2 separate regions of the Mus musculus genome follow, and region 1 is linked to region 2. The links are chromatin contacts, called in public HiChIP or PLAC-seq maps. All regions are on one chromosome and are shown on one strand. The core of a region is the stretch at or near the end of the contact, and the rest is flanking DNA. Distances in the headings are between cores, read along the strand shown.

The links. HiChIP or PLAC-seq counts read pairs in DNA pulled down with a chosen protein or histone mark.
Region 1: an H3K27ac HiChIP or PLAC-seq map of VIP interneurons shows a contact between it and region 2, with 19 times the contacts expected there. The contact joins two enhancer-like sites. A contact is called at or near these places in 13 of 39 promoter capture datasets (the 3T3-L1 cell line, 3T3-L1-derived adipocytes, the HPC-7 cell line and 8 more), 1 of 15 datasets of contacts at CTCF or cohesin (stem cell-derived epiblast-like cells), 5 of 484 Hi-C or Micro-C datasets (cerebellar granule neurons, cortical neurons and stem cell-derived motor neurons) and 4 of 115 datasets of contacts at active chromatin or transcription factors (SST interneurons, VIP interneurons, embryonic basal ganglia and 1 more).

What each region holds. Positions count from the first base shown.
Region 1 is chr12:51,186,785-51,193,543 of GRCm38.p6, forward strand. No RefSeq gene overlaps it. Among named protein-coding and RNA genes, the nearest start is that of Gm34745, 33 kb to the left of the region's middle. Within about 2 kb of position 1,612, at least 15 of the 459 cell types and tissues checked have an H3K27ac peak or open chromatin away from gene starts, as enhancers often do. A contact at or near this core is called in VIP interneurons, cortical neurons and hippocampal neurons, where this site is marked.
Region 2 is chr12:49,398,856-49,404,978 of GRCm38.p6, forward strand. All of the region lies in intron 2 of 3110039M20Rik (RIKEN cDNA 3110039M20 gene), which reads left to right. Among named protein-coding and RNA genes, the nearest start is that of 3110039M20Rik, 12 kb to the left of the region's middle. Within about 2 kb of position 2,281, at least 122 of the 459 cell types and tissues checked have an H3K27ac peak or open chromatin away from gene starts, as enhancers often do. A contact at or near this core is called in VIP interneurons, cortical neurons and hippocampal neurons, where this site is marked.

The DNA of each region.
Region 1 (6,759 bases), core at 362-2,861, 1.8 Mb after region 2:
TCCTCCACTTTACAGTTGAGGATTGTCACCATATCAGAGCAGCTCGGATGAATATTTCATACGAAAGGTTTAAGTAAAGAAATTTTCAGGAGACACCTAGGACAGAAAAACCAAATTGCAATTCCATATTACAATATTGCAAGAAGATCTGACCTCTCTGTGTGGTACAATGGCACATGAGTAGCAAATGAAACAGGGCTCGGAGCACAATCCACACAAGTGTCAAGTTGTACCTGATAAACGAGTACAGAACCTGGAGCCCCATCGTGATGAGGCTATTCTGTTTTTCATGATACTTATTTTCCTAGTGCTTAAAATTCATAGTTTCTGCACAAAATAAAGTAAAGATGGCATTTGTTATACTAACCTCACTAGAGTCAGACTAGTGGAAGTTAAAAATCCCCGGTGACGTGTAGACTTATTTGCTTTGGGTTGGTAGCATCTGAAATATAATGATCGGTACCACGATCTCTTTTAAAAATGTCTCATAAACTGAGATGTGTGGGCTGCTGGGTTGGTTTAGTTTCCTCCTTATTGTTAATGGTAGCTTTTTTCCCTGTAAATAAACTTAGTTAGACTTAATGATCCTTATTGCCTTTTAATTTCGTGCAGAGAATATGTCATAATAAATAAAAGTGATATAGAATGCTTATAATTAGACAATAGTCAAAAATCCTCAATACTGTGGATAAGACTTAACATGTGCGATTTATAATGGGTAACAATTGAAAACCTCTAGAAAACAACCAGGCCGGTTCAGTTATATTTTTGCTTAAAAGGCTATTGTGTGTTGGCCCCTTTTCCCATGGTGAAGCTTAAGGTGGATAACATGCCATGATTTCAACACTGAACTCCACAGTAGAGAGAAGTAGCAGGAGGGAATGCACAGACTTCTTTCCCAAAACCCACTGCCTAACTTAAACGCCTTTTGATTGGCTTCTCATTTTCGTTCTCAACAAAAATGATTGGAAACAAGCTGCCTTAAACCCTTCACTTTAGCTGTTAACAGAGCCAATCAGAAAAAAAGACCGGTTTTGAACCTACCCAGTAAATAGGTTCAAACGTTTAAAGACATGGCTCTCAGTTGCCCTTTGCTAAAGAGATGCCTTCTTCAGTTCCTCGAGAAGAGGTTATTGGTTTTGCTTCCTGAAGCACCAAATGAATTTTAAACTGCTTTGTAATAATTAACATGTTCCAGAAAGAATCCCAGTGCTATGTTTTGATTCATTATCCCAAGAGCTACAGATGCTGTGGCGGAAGCTGCGTTCAGCTCAAGGAAAACACTTCTCAGGAAGGAGTTTTGGGGTGCTGGCCTCTGTTTTTGCTATATATTATGTAAAAAAAAGTGCTTGGAATCAACTGGAAATAATCCTACATTTAAACAAGACTCTCGTGTCAATTTTCCCCTCCCAATCATATTAAGAAGTCAGTAAAATATGAATTACATAAAACCAAGGGATTCATGTAGCCCTCACCTGTTACATAAGAAGCAGAACATTATGTAATGTGCCTTTTCTTACTAATTCTTCAAATTCTGAATGCTTTGTGTGACACCAAAGAACACTGAATAATGGTGTTTAAATATTTTTAACTGTTTGAATATGCACAGGGCATCTACACTAATATTGCAAGTAGTTTGGTGACATCTAGTGGCAATAAATGGTGACTTGCAGCCAGAAATGTTCAGATACCACAGCAAAGGAGGCTGCTGGAACCATGAGAATATAGGCAAGCAAAGAAGAGATTTCTTGCCTTCTTGAAAAATTACTTCACACTTATGGCAACTACTATAAAAATGTTGATTGTATAATGCAGAATCTTCATAAAGCATTTAGAATGAACACACATGCACACACACACACATACGAAAACTGTAACACTTCCACCTACAAGAAACGACCATTCATATTAAACATTTTCTCTTCCTCACTTTGTATGTTTTGATGATCTTTCCCACTAAGTATGGAAATTCCCAGTATATAACCTTATAGCCTGGTTTGTAACCATACAGCTGTTTTTGCATGCCGCTTGTGTAACAATGAGAGCTCTGAGAGGACTTGCACTTCACGGCTGGATGCCATACATCGACACGTCCATGGCTTCTGTGTGACAACCCAGGACGGAGCAAGAGCACAGTTGCAGAGAGGGTCTTTCACTGCAGCAGTTTTTAAAGTACTACGTTGTTCAGACACATGACAAATGTGTGCTTTGCATTTATTGCTGTGTTAGTGGAGCCTAAAGACATGAGAAATGATGGGCCTAGACCTTACCACAGACTCAAGCATTCTAAGAAGGAAGAAGGAAGTGTATTTTAAATCACAGAGCTATGAGCAGTGTAAAGCATCTTACACTGGGTGTAGTTAGAATTTCTAGTAAAAGGAGGAGCAGTCGATCCTTAAATGAGAGATAACAGCTGGGTGGGAGTTGAGAGTAAGCAAGAACCAAAGGTACGCTGGGCATGGTGGTGCACACCTTTAATCCCAGCACCCGGAAGGCAGAGGCAGGCGGATTTCTGAGTTCGAGGCCAGCCTGGTCTACAAAGTGAGTTCCAAGACAGCCAGGGCTACACAGAGAAACCCTGTCTCGAAACAGACAAAAAAAAAAAAAAAAAACCACGAAGGTACTTTGCTAGAAGCAAGCCTGAGCAAAGTCAAGAATGGACTGGCATGATGTGGGCTGGTATCCCCCAGGGAAAGCCACAGCAATGGCCCATGTGACTGGAAGAGGAACAGAAGTAGATGGTGGAGGCTTACCAGCATAGTTAGAATATGCACTGAACATTCCTTTTTAAGGACTGCAACGTGATTACGTTAGCATCCTATAAAGTCGTGCTGAGGAAGTATAGCGCACAAATAACAGAGACCAGCTAGTGGGCTGCCACAGCATTCAAAGAATGAGGATGAGGCCCGAACCCCTAAATACTAAAGTTAGACAGAAAGCCGGAGATCCACAAGCTAAGAGAAGACAGACTAAAAGACTCAAATGTGCTGGTCAGCAGAAAGGGCGTGCCAAGGGGCATGTGGGCCTAGGCTGACTATGACTAGAGGGAAATCAGACAATGATTAACTTTGGAGAAATGTATATGAATTTTAAACTGCACACTGACAATGTGGTTCAATGTTAACCCAGCTTTAGTGCTCTTATTAACATATAAATGTGTGTGTGTATGTGTGTGTGTGTGTGTGTGTGTGTGTGTGTGTGTGTGTGTGTATACATGCATACATATATGGTCAAGTTATTAGGGACTTTCTTTAGCAGATGGGTCAAAATTAGTACATCTTCACCACCCCAATGCCAAAGAATGCTGGTACTGTGGGTAGGATGGTTAACATCTCTAATTGGCCCCTGTACAATACCAGGACTTAGGGGGTAAAAGGAGTGCTCAAAGGGTTAGAGACATAATCAAAGAGACTCAAAGGAAAACTAATTTTAGCTGTCACTGAGGTTTGTCTGTATCGTGTCATTAAGAAGACTAAATGACCTGCTGAACTGTGATACTGAGAATGCATTGCTACTGTGGAGAACGGCAAGATGATAGACTCAAGCTGTCTGATGACTCTGTGCCTGTGCCTACATACATACAAAGTGCAGGGGAGAGCTTAGAGGGGCCTGGATCCCCTGAGCAGTGATCCTATGTGCTGTCAGCATCAGCATGCACCGCCCTTGGCATGTGCTACAGCTGCCACTGACAGCGAGCTCAGCTAGGGATGACTGCTTTACAGACATTATTATCTCATTGGAATTCTCCCGAAAAGTCTCTGAGTTTGACCCTTTGATGCTTATGCAAGTTTACATCATTTACCCAGAGCCACTCAACCCATCGGCAGAGAAGCTTAGATTCAAACCGTGCTCTCCAACTCTAAACCTCTTTCTCTCACCATGGCCCTCCCTCACTTTGGCTCTGTTCATTTTTTTTTAACATACCAGGTTCTGTTTTGTTGTTGTTTAATACTTTGCAATGAACCGTGCATGCCTCTAGCTAAGTTATTAATATCAACATAGCTTTTTCTTCATTCTTCAGGCTTGTGGTTCCACAATTGACTTTGTAGTATCTCTTGTTTTGCTTCAGAGCAGATAGAGCTGGTATGTGAGAGACAGGTGGCAGCCAGTTGCTATGGCAATTGCCTGTCATTAATGATAAAGGGTAATTACTGCAGCAAATTTCTGTTTAGCTTGAAAATCTGACTTGCCCCCTCCCCACAGGGGGCACAACCCTTTATCCCCTCTCTACTCACAATGGTCTATCATGTGCCTGGACCACTTAGCATCTCTGCTAAGAGCTAGTGAAGCCTGACTTCTTAAAAACAGAAGAAAGACTAGATGAGTCACGTCTGAAAACAGCTCAGAAAGATTCACATTTCCCACATTTATTGACTGTCTAAACGTGCTTTCCCTTAATTAAAATTTGCCAAAAATACTACAACCCCACACCTTACCCATCCATAGACCAAGTTCAATGATTTTTTGAATGACAACAAGGCTTAATTACTAGACGGTCACAATATAAGAACAAATGACGTTTTCTAACTGACTTACAGAGCTATATTTAATGTTATATCATATATTTAGTGTTATAAGTTTTCCCCAACTCAGCTAGCAGCCCTTCACATTTAGTGTGCCAGAGGCACTGTGAGTGGAGGCTTTCTGTAGGAGTTCAAAATGGGAAAATTTTACCCATGTTAGGTTAGAGACTATGATAAATAAATATTGTCAGAAAATAAATGGCAAAATGAAAACCCAGAAACTGCAAAACAGAATAAAATTAAACACCTGTGTTGTTCCTCGTCTCCTTCCACCCCTGGCATCCAAATATGTCTCCTTCAGCTTCTTCTCAACCATAGTTCATAATCACTTTGCATGCCAGTGAGGAATCCCCAGGCCCTGTTCTCACAAACAAGTAATGGCAGTCCTATTACATAATTATCTTTTTCTTTTTCAAGTCCTCTCTTACATTTGATATCCAAGATATGGAGAAATGGGTGAGATTTGAATCAGAGATAATGTACTGTTCTAAGAACATAGAGTGTGTGCTTTTCCTGGAGACCAGTGTGTCAACACATCTAAAATTCTATTCCCTGAGCTGGGCTTGCTAATCAAGGCTGTGTGTTGCTCTAAGTTTTTGCACGTGGCCATGGAGTACTAAAATGGAGGACATTTAAGAGACTTGGGGTTGTGTAACAAATGTGGGAAGGGGAAAGATATGGTTGTATGGTTCACACCCAGAGCCTGGAGTGTAAAGAGAACGCTTGTCACCTAGGAGCAAGGAAGCATTCGATTTTTTATCAAGGCGGGATAATGCTTTTTCGTCTTGAGAATCTTAAAGCAACAAAGAAAATGAGGGAGTGTGTGCAGAAAGTTGTAGCCAACTCTCTCTTGAGTTTCTGTTCTATGGGCTGGCATATTAGGAGCAAGAAGTCTGAAGAAGAGAGAAAATTGGAAAGAGAATGAATGGGGAAAGAAATGACAAGGACTTCGAGGTCTACAGACACAGCATTGCTACTGGATGTCACTAGACTCAAAAGTCAATGAGCTAGTCTCTTTTGCGGAGGGAAGCTCTGCCTGTTTTAGTCCCTGGTACATTTCAAGCCTCTGCAAGTGTGTTTGGAACATGGTAAACTTTAAGTCAATATTTGCTCAACATGTGAGTCACATCATTTTAAAGTTTTCTGCCACCTTAATACAAAATCTCATCGTCTTTGTTTAAATGTCTATAACCATAAAGGCTACCTGGGCCATAAATTACCACATAGATGGTAGCTGTACCAGTCAGGGCAAGCAAGACCAAACAAAACCAGATGAAATTTTAATATACAGCCATGGATTCCTTGCTTGTTTTAAAACTTGGCTGCAAATTCACTTCTGCAACTTGCTATTAACTAACATGGAGGGGAAAGATAGATCTTATTTGTAGGCTTGCTTTTAATAGGGGTAATGGATTCAAAAGATTTAAGAAAAAGAAAAAGCTGGTGGAAAGATAAGAGTGCAGATCAGACACAAAGATTCCGAGGATCCAGAAGAAAGGAGGCTCAGTGTTCCTTCCTTTTACGTCTGCTGTTCCTTTCCTCTTGTATCTTACTTCAGGCTGGCTTTGTCATGGAGGAAAGGCAAATGTCTGTATTGCTGTTTCTCTGTCTCCCTTCTTCCTTAGGATAGCATTGACTCTTGGCCAAGGTCAAAGTTTCCTCTTCCCCAGAAGACATTTGGAAATACTTGGAGCTATGCTCAGTTTGGATGATGCTTTCAGCATCTGATTGGATGGAGGCTCCTGGGCATCCTATGATGCACACAATGGCCCTGACAAGCTCAACAGTGCTTGTGGATAAAAAATTCTCTTCTCATTATTGGACACTGTCCCAAATGTCAAGATTGTTGGAACTGCACAAGACTCTCTGAAGTGAAGCTTACTATAAAAGAGGATGATAGAGTTTAAGTGATGTGTCTCTAGCATGAGTGCCTCCAACCCCTGTCTGCATGACTGTGAAACCACGTGCTATTATCTCTCAAGTTCCCCGCAAGATGACTTGAAAGCTCAGGCTCTCACATAGCAGATTATTAAACTAGCAGAGCCACTACTCACCTCTAGAGTTGTGTCTAGGCACTTGTATTAGTTCACATTGTAGAAGATATAGACATGAAGCCCTTCCTTTCTATACAAGCACTGTTTTATGTGCTACCTCAGAATCTGCTCAGCAATCATACAAGGAAATCAAGCATTAGAGAGGTGAGGTCAAACAGCCAGCCAGGTGCAAAGATAAGATC
Region 2 (6,123 bases), core at 1,031-3,530:
GAGAATAAATTCACTGCAGTGATGTTCAGTTCTCATGCATCTCTGTACGTCTGCAGTGGGATGTGGCAGATTTGGGTGCTAGTAGATCCACATTTCAGTGGCACCTCAGAATTTCTCAATGCTTGGAGTTTAATAGCCCACTGAATTCACCCCAATTCCTCTGTAAATATACTTCTGCAACTTAAAATAAAACAAGAACATCTCATATTTAATTACAATCAAAATAATGTCTTAAGGAGGATATTTTGTTACCATGGTTCTTTTATTAAGAATTGTGCCTTTTATTAAGAAATAGAACTATCACTTGTTTCAGTAAGAAAATTAAGGGAAGTGATCATTACTAAAACATGGCTCTCAATTCGATTACATATACTCACTAAATATGGCTTTGGAAGAACTTATTTTCTAATATCTTGTATTTTATTTTATATGACTGAGAACTTCTGAACCAAAACTGGAATGTGCAACTGAGAATAACTACATTTAATGATTCTCTGGTGATGATATTTGATGTAAATAAAAACTGAAAGCATTTATTTTAGTGTTACCAGTATGCAGATACTCTTGTGCCTGTAAAGTTTACAAACCTATTTAATTAAATTAATAAGCTTCTATAGCCCAATACCTTAATAAATTTTTAGTCAACAGAAACCATATATTTAAATGCTTATTCATATCCAATGTATGCCAAACTAAATGTACCAAGCATTGCTTATTTCATGCAAATTAAAAGTCAAATAAATATTAGCATTTCTTTTAAAGTACTGGTAATTGAGATTTACTTGAAATCTGCAGATACTGAAGGAAATCTTTGCAGATGCATCTTTATATTGTGAGCAAATATAGATTTTTCTTCCATACTGGGACATGGAGGAGTGAAGAATTAGAGTTGAGTTTCCTGGAATGAAGCTTTTCTTTTAGCAGTAAGCCAAGACATACAAATTCCATCCATTATTCACACTCTATTAAATAAAAGAAACATACATTTTCACAGGCAGGAGTAAGTCCAGGTCAAAAAGAATGAATTGTTTCAAATGTTGCTAACGGTTTTTCCCAACAAAGAATTTTTTCAAGGAGGGTGCAACCAGATCTGTTGTAACTGGCAAAACAAAACATGAAGGTTATGCTGTGGGGATTTAGTGGCTCCATTGGCTGAATATTTGCGAGGCACAGCATTGCTCTGAGTAAGGTTGTGCAATTCTCTTTTATTCTTGAGGACAGGCAGATGCTCAGAGGTGTCTATGTGCAAAGGTCTTGGTTACTGCTAACTTGAAAGATTTTTCAGGACGCAAGAGGATAAAAAAAATGCATGTTTATTGTCTTTTAAAACACACTTTCCATTAGGCTGTGGCTTCCAGCCCTGGCTTCACAGCCGGCAGCTAGCTTTCAGGAAAATGGGGCTCTGGTGTAGTAGCGCAGTTAATGAGGAAAGGATGGCTAGGAAACCCCAACTTATAACCCCATCAAGGGAATTCTCATTGGCAGACACACTAGGAAATGGTACCTCAAAAAGGGTCGTGGGAAGATGGTAATTTTCTTTAGGTGAGTTTTGGAAAGATGCTAAGTGAAATACTGTTTAGGCGATGGGATTAATCGCGCAGCTTACATCGAATGTGCCGGAAATCATGCTCTGTGCAAATGAAAATGAAGGAGTTTTATGCATATTCTAATTTTCCCTCTTTGGCTGCTATTTTGGAGGAAAAGGCTTCTTTTGCTGATGGTGGGACTTTTTTGTTCTGCACAGGAAATGTGTAAATGAACACATTTTTCCCCCTGTTTTTCCTTTCCATTTCCCTCCTCCACTCTCCCCCTCCCTTTGTCAATAACCACATGTAGTTAGGATACTGAGTTCAGATTCTGAGCCCTGACTGCTTTCCCTTTCCAGGTAAGCAGGCAACAGACCCATTGGCAGACCCCTGGGGTCATTAGGCTTGGCCTTTGGGAATGGAAGTGAAGTTTCTATAATACTGAGGTGGAGGATTTGTAGTAGCAACTTCGTCTGGAATCTCTTCTCACTTTAGATCCTACCGGAGCTTATAAACAATGTGGTGGAAGTGCCCTGACTATTAAGACTAGTAAGGGGAGTGATTTTTAATTATACCGTGACAAGCAAGCGACTTTCTACTTCCATTTTCATAAGCCAATCATCTACTGGGGCTTAGTTAATAGGGGCTCTTGGCGATCCTCTGGCGGACTTTGTGCGAACTCCTGAACCGAGCTAGTGAAGGGTGTGTGGAGACTGAGGGCGGGAGAGAGAGGGTTGCTGAAAGGAAAGGGGTTGCTCCCTCCATCCCCTCCTGCGCTGGGCAGGCTTTTCAAAACTAATTCAGGGTAGGGCGGGGCGAGGGAAGACGCCAACAGACTTGAGTTTCTCCCTTTTCAGTCTCTGGATAAACAAAACCTCGGGAACAATCTTCTTCCCAGTTTAGACTGAAAAGCGTGGCGCGACTCGAGCCCGCGCGCTCTTGCGCTCTACCGCGCCTCGGGAAGCAGGGCGCCGGGCTCCACGGTCCGGCCGGGCCTCCGCGCTCTCCTCGCGGCCCTTGGGGAGCCTCCCGGCCCGGCCTGTTGGCGCTGGACGGTCCCTGGACCCAAGGACCCTCGCGGCGGAACCCAGCCATCCTCCAGCCCTGGCTCCCCGAGCTCGGACGCAGCTCGCTAAGGCGCCTGGCGCTGTCTGCCAAGTGCCGGGAGACCCTCCGGCCGCGTGCCCGGGGCTCCGCAAGGAGGAACCGCTGGGAAAGGCCGGAGCGGGCGCCCGGAGAAGGCCTGCGGCGACGCCGCCGGGGCCTGGAACCCTCCGGCGGCGGGCTTCTCGGTCGTCTAGCGGCACCGCCCCTCCTCCGCAGGTCCTCACCGGACCTTCGGCCAGCCCGGTCCCCGGCCTGGGGGGTTCGCTCCTCTCTCTCTCTTCTCACAACAGTCACGTGGCTGAAGGGTGGTTTGGGCACCGGGAGGCTCCTTCCTCCTGGCTGGTGGTGATGTCTTAAACTTTTCCTCTCCAGTTGTTTATATATAGTTTCGGCTTTCTTTAAATGCCTTCACTTCCTAAGTGAGCAGAAGGGAGCTCAAGGCTGAAAGAAAAGGCCCAACGAGAAGGAAATCACTTCTGACTTTTCAGACCTTTTCACTTGCCCCTTTCTCCACCGCGGGCCCAGGATTCACACCAGCAGCTGAGGTTTAGACCTCTTCCTTCATTGGGGCCTAGACCAGTGTCTGCACTTAAGCCTTCCCAGTAAATGGCTGGGTAAGGGATGGCTTCCTTAGACAGGATGCCCTCACTTTGAGGGTGCAGTTTTTTTTTTTCCTTACTCAGCTGAAAGGCAGATAAACACATATGTGTTATCTTGGTGTTATTTATGAAGCTATGCCCCCAAGGGGAGCGGCTAAAGTTTTGGAAATATTTTTCTTGGTTATATATATATATATATATATATATATATATATGCTTTGAATTTTAGGATGATGAAGTTAATCTTAAGGCATTTCCTTTACATTTTGCTGTCTTTTGAAAACAAATTTACTTCTTTAATAAGAGGTGAAGAATACCTTGCAAAAGGAAGTTAATCTCTCATAGAAACGACAAGATTTCTTACCTTCTCCTGCTGCTCTATTACAATTGGACACTTTTTAAACTGACTCACTTTCTTTGTTGTGTCTTTTGCATCATTTAATGATTCTTGTTCTTTAGAATAACACTTATCTTTTGAATATCATAAACATATTTTTATAACCAGGCAAGCAATTTTAGGTTTGGAAATTTGTAAGTCTAAATTCAGTCAGTCGATATATATTAAGAACATATTCTACTGAGCACCAATTGTGTAATCCATGGACTGTTCCCTAGAGCATTTTAGGTCCCACTCTCATTGATTGTAAAATAGTGAAATTATATAACCAATGAGCTAATAAGCATGAAACTAATTTGAAAGGTTATAATTGCTAATCAAATGTAAAGCATATTTATTAGCATCATTATTAAAAGGTGCCAGAGGGATACAGATAAAACCTGTTCCTATCCTCTGGGAACTTACAATCTAGTTGGGCATAAATAATGAAATGTAAATTGATAGAAATAGCTACCAAGCAATGTTCAGTGTCTGGCATAGTGAAGACAGTCAGAAAATGATTGCCTCACATAAATTTGTAGTCCTGCCATTTTTAAACAGAAATATAATACTGTAAGTAAAGGAAGGATTAATTAGGACCATTTTTCATGTAAAATAAATTTGTCCTTCATACGTCACATGTGAGGACTGGGAGCATGTAAGCTGTTTGTATGTGAGGAATAAGGTGGTATTGAGTGTGGGATATGAAAAATCAACACACAGATGAATGTGTAGCAAAACTTACAGGACCCTTATTATTGGCACATTTCTATAAAATTTTTAATACTTAGTTGTATGCATGGAGCATGTTCACGTGAATGAAGGTACACATGGAAGCCAGAGGAATACAGATCTCTCTGAAGATGGAGTTACAAGCGGCTGTGAGCTACATACAACATGGTGCTGAGAACCAGACAGGGTTCTCTGGAAGAGCAGCATTTGCCCTTAACTTCTGGGCCATCTCTTCAACCCTCTCATACTTACTTTTGAATGATTCTATCTAAATACCGAACATAAAGAAAATGTAAGAGGAATAAGAAAAGATTCAGGTCAAATTCTGGAGCATGATATTGCTAGAAAAGGCTTCTCATTAAAGTTAACATCGAATCCCTGACTCTTTGTGTACACTGAAATGATAAACCCAAACATGAGCATATATTCAAATACATAGAGAGCTATATTACCCTAGAATCATATTACTTCCCACTTATTCTTCACTACCAGCAGCCATGGAGAGGACTGATGTAGATGTGTGGGAATAAATCTTGAGATATTGCTAGAGACTGAGACCGAGAGATTGAGATTGAGATACTGGCTGGGCTCAAGTTGTGTTTGGCATTTAGCATTTATACCTACATTCATTCAAAGCGATTTTCAACTATGAGTGAATTTGTCCTCCTACTGTATCCATCCTCTCTAGATGTTTTGGTTTTTATCTACAGAAAAAAGTTAATTATAGCAACTACAGGGGTTGGGGTGTCATTGGCATCTGGTAGGTAAAGTTGCTGGATGCTACTAAGCACCCCTACAAGTCATATTTTATCCCCACACAACCTCAAATTCTTCTATCCAACCTATCACTGGAACCCAGGTTAAACAGTCTTCAGGCCTGATAATATTTAGGATCTCTACACTGGAAGTCCTGGGATTTAAGTTTTATTTTAGTAACATTTTCAATTAAAAAATTTACTGTTTTGCACAGTAAAAAAAAAAAAAAAATCAAAGAAGGCAACATCTTTGGACTTGCCCTGAGGCTTTAGATAGGGGAAAAACTAGGAGGGTACCTGCTGAGATCTGAGGTTTCCTTATTTATTTATTTATTTATTTATTTATTTATTTATTTATTATAAGAACAAAGGTAGAAATCTTCTTTAAGGATTTGTCATCTGAATGCTATTTGTTAAATTAATAAAATGTGTCTTTGGAGTTGCTTAGCAACTTATGAAAAGCTTTTTAAAAGTTCATTTGTTTGTTTAAAACGAGGGTAGGCTGCATATTATTAGCTACATTACATAAATCAACAAAGAAATATACACCAAAAATGGAACATGTAGTTTCACCACGTGCTCTGTTCTCAAGTGTCTGGTATTGGAAACACTCAATTGTCTGATAGATTTGCATTGAGTCTCCCATAAGCATCATCTATGTGTGGAATTTCAATGTAATATTGAGCAGATAATGAAACCAAAGTGGAAAAAATTTAAACAGGTTTGTCACACAATATTTGTTTTTCTTAGCTTTTCTTCAAAAGCCTTGTCCTCCAAGTACTTTTATCAGACACTCGTCACAGTCTTTGTAAGAATTTATCCGGCATCTTCATTGTTTGCACTCTTCAATCATACCTCCTTGCATCTACCTAATCTACGTCTTTCTTTTCACATTGCCAGGACTGGTTAAAAGTTTTCAAAGACAATCTTGGACATTATCATTGCTTGTGATCAAAAAGAAAATATTGCCAATGATGTTTTATTTCTAAAATTTAATGGACCTTTTAAATTGTCTACTTATTAATAAA